Linked DNA regions of Mus musculus: region 1 is linked to region 2. A link is a contact called in public ChIA-PET data. All regions are on one chromosome and are shown on one strand. The core of a region is the stretch at or near the end of the contact, and the rest is flanking DNA. Distances in the headings are between cores, read along the strand shown. Region 1 has its middle 18 kb from the start of Gm33795. Region 2 overlaps Gm17767 (predicted gene, 17767).

Region 1 (4,471 bases), core at 545-3,044, 420 kb before region 2:
CTTTGCCTTGGGAAAATAGTTTCATTTCCCTCTCCCTTTCCCAAATTTCCTAAAAGACCTGTATTGGGATGGTAAAGGTTTTCTGAGTCCCAGAGGAGTTCTCCTTGGCTAGGAAGAGCTTGTTGGAGCATGTTCTGAGAGAGCCCCGAGGAGCATACCTCAGAACAATGTTTTCAAACATTCTATGCTCGCTTTTTTCAATATAACTACTGCAGCCTGTGGTAGACAACAAGTGACTCCAGAGGGCACTGAGCTACGTTTCTTTCACAAACGCTCTAAAGATACAAATTCCAGCTTTCAAAGAACTGCGTGGTGCTCCCAGAATTTATCCCAAGAGCTTTGTAGGGTTTACTTCCAAGATAGAAGGAGCAGAGGTTCTTTGTTATTAATATATTTTATATTAGCTTGAGGAAATGTGTTGTTCTTCAGTGAGGAAATAAGTTAATTATAAGGAAAAGAGGGTGTGTGGAAAGGTCCATATCCTTGAATTATAAAATTTCTCTCATTTCCCTCCCACCCCAAAGATTCCCATAACGGTATCTAAATGCATCATGTAAGAAAACTTCTTCATCTACTGCAATTAGTTATTCTCTTATCTACCAATAAGAATTTGCATATGAGCTGTGAGGTAAACTTTTAAAAACAATTTATTCGTAAAGATAGGCAGTGCCTGCTTAGAGAACCTTTCCATGGGAGAGAAGATACTTTGAAAAATATTCTCTGTGTGGAACTTTCTGCTGAAGTTAAAGACAAGATTGTTTCTGTCTTCAGCTTTAGAAGGAGCTGAAAGACTCTGTGCATGAAATAGAAGTGTAATGTTCTTAGAGTATCATGCACTACCTCAGTTCCATGTGCTTAGTAGGTGCTCATTAACTAATCATGCAAACTGCAGAATGGCTCTTGTTGTTTGGGATCATATAGGCTGTGTTTAGAACCACCGGGAACTCGGCAAAACCAAGTCTCATTTAATCCCATTACACGTGTCCATTTCTCAATTCTCCCTTCTTTCTGTGAACTCTGAAATCATGTGTTAGGAGCTGTATTTGGGAAGACAGGCTCAAACATCATAATCATCATACCTTACAAAGACAACACAAAGAGAAAATGTAAAACCAAATCAGAGGCGGGCCAATGTCCTCATGGAGTGTCTTTGTGGTTCTACCTCTGGAGACACCACGTTAGGATAGATTTGACATGAGAGGCAGGATGGGGCCTTCTCTAGGGACTCCTCTTAAACTCTGACTTAGCTCAGCTGGCTAATTGGCTTAGCCTTCCTCATCTGACAAACTCAGGTTTTAAAAACAGAACCAGAGGAGGGCCATTGGTCTGGAGTAAAGGTTATCAGGATAGTAAACAAATTCCCTAAGCCTTCTGTTGAAAAATGCTCAGTGGGGCAGACCTGGCTTTTCCTGTTCTTGGCTGCATCTGCTGTGAGCATAATAGGCTCATTTAAAGTGAAGGGTTTGCCTTGAGATCAGAGCTTAGGGTGGATTCTGTAGTGCAGTGATGATCATAGAGTCCTGCTTTCTCCCACCACTGTGCTCTCTCCTTTATTTCCAACCCATTACCAGTTTTGCCTTATAAAGTTGAATTAAAAGTGGAGGATGGTGGTTCAGTAAGTCATCTTCACTTTATTCTCTAACACTAGACAGTTCCCACTTCCTGGGTGCCTCTGTGCCAGGGAGCTGTGACTGTCTGGTTTTCTGTATTGACACAGTGCTGTAAAGTGACATAGTTGTCACTTTACAGAGCAGTGATAACTTTGTTTTGGTGAATGAAACTTCCCCGACGTGCAGAAAGAGGAAGTGGCAGACCACTCTATCTATTGTTCATGTTCCTGTTTCGCATCTGCCCTCTGAATGGTACACAGTGAGAGGAAGTCCCAGACACTGTGGTCATCACCCATCAGGTTTTAAACGTCTAGCTTGCTGGATCAGAAATTACACTTAGGACCCTCATGCTCTGATGTTACTGCATAGGCAGGGAGGGACTCACTTTTCAAGTGTGTCTACTGGTATTGCACAAGCCACTAACCTTCTCACTCATCACTGAGACGGGATCCTACAGAACAAGGACATGGAGCTAGGCCATAGCCTCGATGGCTTATCTCTCGAAGCTCCTCTAATCAGTCCTATTCCAAACTGGGTGACTAGAGCAGATTATAGAGCCATGGGGTGCAACTTCTGCTGGCCTCATTCCATGCTGTGCAGGCGGTATAAATATGGCTATAAAATCTTGAGCTGCAACTCTAGGCCACGTCACAGAGGTATGACATGACTCGTAACTGGAGCAACACTGGTCAATTAGAAGGGAGGCCGCTCTTTGTGGGAGGAGCATGTTTGGTAGTCTTTGAATTAAGAATCAGACACAATGTCAAAGGCCATGGCCCAAATTAAAAGAAGACCTTGGCACAAGGAAAGGGTGGAGAGAAACCCTCTGTTGCTCACAGAAGAGCATTCCTACAGTGTCCCATGGATTAAATGCCTACAGGGTCTGAAATGGCATAATCAAATCAATTATAATACTGTACCAAACATATAATATTGTACCATTACATAATATATGAATTATCCATTACTACATAAAATAAATTATCCTAGCTCAAAACAACAAACTTATGACATAGTTCCTGAGTATCAGTAATTAAGTGGCGCGTCTAGATGGTTCCCTCTCAGAAGGCAAGTGCTGGGTGAGGAGTCAGGCAGCCAAGGTTTTCAAGATTTGAGAGAGTTGATTTAAATGATTGCTGTCAGGAGGCTGTTAAGCCCAAGTTGCATGTACCCAAAGACCACTAAGGAGCCAATTCCAATGTAAACCATGTAACGGTCTTTATTGTGAGCAAGGTCTCTCTCACCATCATAGTGGGTCAGAGTGAGAGCCCTGAGTCTAGGGGTTCAGGATTTGTATTGCGGATACAGCAAACTTGGGGCATGCATCTATACAGGTCAGCAAGTTAATATTTTAAAAACTACATTTCTGCTGTACTCCGTAGGAACTGAAGATGAGAACGAAGCCATCGGACCACCAGGATGGATAAGTTACTTATTCTCTGCAGGATGTCTTGAGTTATCTTGACCCTGCTATTGTAGCCTCACTGGCTGTTGCTAAGGGGGATGGGTTGTCATAGGGTACTTGCTCAGGAGGACTCTGACTTTATTCCTGGAACTGGAGTTTAGCCCCTGGCCTCGAACAAAATGGAGTTTCTTTTTAAAAAAGGAATTGGTTGGGCTTTACAAGGCCTTAGTCCCTCACCCCGTGGACCTTTCCACGTGTTGACTGAGCATCCTCATGATATGATATCTGCCTTTCCCTAGAGCAAATGACTCAGTGGCAAGGCACAAGCTGCAGTGCTTCTTTATAGTACTCTTAAACACACACCCTTCCTTCTGCCAGATGCCATTCATTAGAAGGCATGACGGAGTCAAGTGTGGGTGGAAATCAGCTTTGTCTTTTGAAAGAACTGTTGCAGAATGTGTGGACATTGTTGAAACCCTGCCCTCATATGCAGTATCTACCCAGGGTGTCACGAAATGCAGTATAGTCAAGGCTGGCTACGGGATTTGAGAAGCTCATTGCAAAATAAAAATATAGAACTCCTACACAGGCAGTGTTAACCATTTCAACACAGTGACAGAACATTAAATCAAGTGTTACACTCTCAGTGATGGGTACAGTGACCAAGAGGTGGGCTTTGAGTCCCAGACCCACTGCTTAATAACTAGTAATTTTCAGGAAAGCAATTTAATCTCTCTGAACCTTAACTTCTGTTTCTCTAAAATGGTCATGCTTAGTTACGTTTCCTATCAGTTGGGATGCTTCTGTTTTAGAACAATGAATGAAGTCATTTCTTTGTGTGGCTTACTGTGGGCACTTGGTAACACTGATATTATAATGATAACCTTTCAAAGGTTTCTGGCGTTAGTGAAGAGCTGGTGAAGAGTGAAGTTTGGTTATTTAGCTACTGGTCATAAACACCTCGAAGCAGGGACAGCACCTCCTGGGCTGGGCAGCCCCAATATTCCTGTCCCTCCAGCGAGGACTCACTTGCTCAGGAGTGTGAAACACGAGTCCTGTACACTACCGGAAGAATCACTAAGAAGATATATTTCTGAAATGGCATGTTTTAAAGCATTCGAACAGGCAGACTGCCTTTCCCTAGAACAAGTGACCCAGTGGCAAGGCACAACAGGCATTCTGTTGTGAGAAAATCCAGATAGGAAGATTGAAGCTTCGCTGGTTGTTTCCAGGGGCATCCATCAGCACAATTTAGAAACTGTTGCTGTTAACTAGTTCCTATTAATAACTCAGAGGATGAGACTGAATATTAAGCAGAAACCTTCTCATAGCAATATTCTCTTTGGATGACTCAAAAAAAGAAAAAGCTAGGAATATTTCTTCATGAAGTCTTCATTGTAATAATGGCAAAATAATTTTTATAAAGCAATTCTAGTGCCAAACTAACTTTTTGTCT
Region 2 (4,269 bases), core at 1,176-3,675:
CTCAGGGGTTAAGAGTAATGACTGCTCTTTCAAAGGTCCTGAGTTCATTACCCAGCAACAATGGTGGCTCACAACCATCTGTAATGAGATCCAATGTCCTCTTGGGTGTCTGAAGACAGTGACAGTGTACTTATATAAATAAAATAAATAAATATTTAAAAAATAAAGATCCAGAAAAAGTTTCAAGGTAAACTAGTTTGGGTAACTTATAATGTATTTTTTGTTGCATGGCTCTATTTTCTGCACGTGTGTGTGTGTGTGTGTGTGTGTGTATGTGTATGGCATGTATGTGCCTGTGTTCATATGTGTGGGGGCATGTATATGTGCACACACATGCACATGTGCATATGTATCTGCCAAGCCATGGAGTTCATGTGGATGTCAGAGGACAACTTTTGAGAGTTGGCTCTGGGACTTGAACTCATATTACTAGGCACCAGGCCCCTTTATCTATGAGTCATCTCTCTGACCTATTCCTGTCCTTTGTACATGGCTTTGGGGACCTGAGTTCAGGCTTTTGATGTCAAGGTACCAGTTTACTGACTGAGCATCTCCCTAGCCCATTTTCAATTTTCTCAATGTTGCATAGCATTACTGATATACCAGGAGACAAGTAAGAAAAATCAAATAATAAATTAAAGAGGGAATAAGAAAATATATTTAAAAATCTGTTTCCTCTATTTTTTCAGTATACTTATGTTGATTATGTAGGTTATTTCAAGTATTTAATGTTGTTTTATGAATTTTTTTCTAATTTCTGAAAACATACAACTGGCAAAGGGAACCAACTGTAAGAGTCAGAAGAAATACTTGATGCACAGAAAATGACAAAGTTACCCTATGATATATATATATATATATATATATATATATATATATAATTATGATTAATGTGTAATTATATTAAGTTCAAAGCTACTAGCACACAGAAGAGACTACGTGTGTTTACCCATTTTGTGTAAGTAATTACTTGTAATAATTGTTCTGTTGAACAGATTGTCTTTAAAATAAATTTTAAACTAAACTACAAATACTTTGGTTTTGGCCAAGCTGTATTTGGTGAAGTTTCATTCGGGTAAATTGTTCTGATCAAATCAACTGCCATGGTTTCTGAAATCTGAGACATCTTGGCATTGCCTCTCACAGCTTGACGTGCTGACAGTGCACAAAGGTTCTGGAGTGGGAGGAGAAACTGATGCTTTCTGGAGCCAGTCTGCCTTCTGGAATATGTCCTTGTACCACACTAGGTCACTCTAATCTTTCAGGCATGAGCAAGAACCACACATTCTGCATATGCTCTGTGAGAAAGCAGACATAGTAGCAAGTTTGACCAGATGGAAATTGGACCAAAAATAAGTCCTTGTCCATTTCCTTGCTTTGTGTGACCAGTTAGTGCTTTGTGTACTGAGCTTTGTGGAGAGGGGAGGGGCTTTCATGCTCCAACTCATTCTAATCCAAGGAGATGAGGTATTATGATGTCGCTTAACACTGAAGTATCTGTGAAATACCTTTGTAGTGTTCCCCGAGAAGAAAACACGGGATAGGCCATCACTGCTGCTTGACACACTTGCCTACGACGGTTGGAAGGATTCTGGGCCAGCATAAAAATCCAAGGCCACATTTGTCACTGTGTTTTGAGCGTGTGTGTGTGTGTGTGTGTGTGTGTGTGTGTGTGTGTGTGTGATGCACTGTGCAGACTTTTGCTCTACTAACTCAAGTGCCATAATAGTCACAGAGGATCCACATCAAACCTTGTCTCCAGTTCTCTGTTTATGCCAACTAAATGTCCCCGGAAACTATTCAATTTTATCTCCCACAATTCTTGACATTTCTAAAAGTGATCTGCTCCAAATGTGAGCCACTTGCAGACACAGCTTCCAAGCCAGGGAAGCTATTTTTAGAGATCAGCAGCAGAACAGCCCATTTCGAGCAAGCATTCTGGTCCACTTCCAGTGTCCACACTTCTTTTTTTTCTTAAGGGCATTCAGCTGGTTCCCCAGAAGTCTAGATTCCAAGCCAGTGGTGAGTTTAGAAGAAGGTAACACCGGATCTGGAGTAGGTAGTCAGCTGGGAAACACTTGCCTTTACCTTGAAAGAGGTACAGCAGTTGCTACCATCTCTCCATTTTTGGAACCCTGATGTGTCTCTGACCGCCAAGTCATATTGCTACTACCAGGAGGATGAACCCAACCATGAGGAGGAGACAGAACTAGGGGGCAATGTATTCCTAGATTGAAGCTCTTATGAGTTATTTCTAGCTGTAAGCATCCTAACTAATAGCAAGCATGTGCTGATGTTTATGAAGTTCACTTGTGAAGTGTTACACCAGGCACTGAATTCTAGGAACAGGCTGGTCTAGCCCCTTGTTCTAGGAAACACACTTAAGTCATTTCCTAACTCATGGCAGATCAGAAATAACAAGTGAGAAGAGAAAGAAACAGGAAGACATGAAGCCAGAGCTAGAGTGCAGGGGCACCAGTGCAGGACGAGCTAATGCTGAGAACAGCGGTCCTTCTAATCTGGAGCCCTTGTGGGTGTCAGCACATAGTCCAAAGACTAATGCTTGGTGACAGCTGTGTGTCATCAAGGGAATGCTTTCTGTATGTTTTAGAAGGAGGATGGGACTGTGTACTGGCTGGTTTTGTGTGTCAACTTGACACAGGCTGGAGTCATCACAGAGAAAGGAGCTTCAGTTGGGGAAATGCCTCCATGAGATCTAGTTGTGGGGCATTTTCTCAATTAGTGATCAAGGGTTGGAGGGTCCCTTGTGGGTGGGACCATCCCTGGGCTGGTAGTCTTGGGTTCTATAAGTAAGAAATCTGAGCAAGCCAGGGGAAGCAAGCCAGTAAGAAACATCCTTCCATGGCCTCTGCATCAGGCCCTGCTTTCTGACCTGCTTGAGTTCCAGTCCTGACTTCCTTTGGTGATGAACAACAGTGTGGAAGTGTAAGCTGAATAAACCCTTCCCTCCCCAACTTGCTTCTTGGTCATGATGTTTTTTGTCCAGGAATAGAAACCCTGACTAAGACAGACCGGATAATGTTTAACAGCATTTCTTTTTTTTCTTCAAGACAGGGTCTCTGTGTAATAGCCCTGGCTATTTTGGAACTGGATCTGTAGACCATGTTGGCCTCAAACTCATAGAGATCCTCTTGCTTCTGCCTCCCAAGTGCAAGTGCTAGGATGAAAAGCATGTGCCACTACCTCTTGGCAGTAGTATTTCTTTGTAAATAAAGAAAAGGATTAAATGATTAAGAACATTGTCTGAGATGATACACCAAAAGTAAGCTCATTTCTTGAACAAGTTCAATGAACGCTGAATGTATGCGCTATATTAAAAGGTTGCTTCTCCCAGAGAACAGGAGGAGGCAAGGAAAGCAGCTCATTTCAGAGTCCCCATGAAAAAGCCTGGACAAGAAGCACATTTGATGAATCAGGACTTGATTTCGTGCTTCTGCAAGGCACTGCGCTTTGGTTCAGTGGCTTGGCAAGACAAGGCAACCTAAACTGTTTCCTCTGAAGCTGCCAGAAGGAAGAAAATAAGCAGCTTGACTGAGTAGAAGGGGGGGGGGGTTGAAAACTCCTAATTAAAATGTAAATGCTTCTCAGAGCCAATAGCTTGTAGACAATATATGTATATATATTGGAAAGATGGTCCACACTAAAACTGCACCGTGCAAAACAGGTTCTAAGTTTGCACAAAACCTGAGCCAACCTGTTGATGTAATTACCTTGCTGTGAAATTACTCAAGCCCAGTCAATTGAAGCCACGTGCAGGAAAACAGGTGGCTGTTGGGTCCGCTGAGGTCACTGACTAACACTGAGGGCTGCTTTACCAAGAAAAAGGAGCCAGAGCAGTTTGAAATTCATGAACAAGGTGTGGGGGGATGTATTGGGGCTTTCTGGAAGGAGTGGGCAATCTGTGAGCCCGTAGGTTGGTCCCACCTAATGGGCTGGGCAGGTAGCTCCACTAGCCCTGCTCTTCAGCTGCCAACCCAGTTTCCTTGGAGACCCAAAGCTGTGGAATGAGCTGTCCAAGAGTGCTGAACCAAATATTATGCAACTTAAGGTAAATGCTTTTCTAATTATTAATTCATATGTTGCTCTTAACATATGCTAACTTAAAAACGAGCACAGGAGGGGCTAACGTCAGCACTGTAAGGGAACCATTTCAACAGTGAAATGATTTTGCTAAACATGGAACTCGAGACCATTAGATTAGTGGTCTTCAGTGATTTGGTGTCTACTCTGGTGTTACTAGGAAATCAT

Evidence for each region. ChIA-PET counts read pairs in DNA pulled down with a chosen protein or histone mark.
Region 1: a contact with region 2 is called in an RNA polymerase II ChIA-PET map of memory CD8 T cells, with 9 read pairs. The contact joins two enhancer-like sites. A contact is called at or near these places in 3 of 39 promoter capture datasets (liver, pre-B cells and stem cell-derived epiblast-like cells) and 2 of 115 datasets of contacts at active chromatin or transcription factors (memory CD8 T cells and microglia).

Annotation. Positions count from the first base shown.
Region 1 is chr1:51,932,049-51,936,519 of GRCm38.p6, reverse strand. No RefSeq gene overlaps it. Among named protein-coding and RNA genes, the nearest start is that of Gm33795, 18 kb to the right of the region's middle. Within about 2 kb of position 1,794, at least 117 of the 459 cell types and tissues checked have an H3K27ac peak or open chromatin away from gene starts, as enhancers often do. A contact at or near this core is called in liver and memory CD8 T cells, where this site is marked.
Region 2 is chr1:51,512,762-51,517,030 of GRCm38.p6, reverse strand. All of the region lies in intron 3 of Gm17767 (predicted gene, 17767), which reads left to right. Among named protein-coding and RNA genes, the nearest start is that of Nabp1, 36 kb to the right of the region's middle. Within about 2 kb of position 2,425, at least 57 of the 459 cell types and tissues checked have an H3K27ac peak or open chromatin away from gene starts, as enhancers often do. A contact at or near this core is called in liver and memory CD8 T cells, where this site is marked.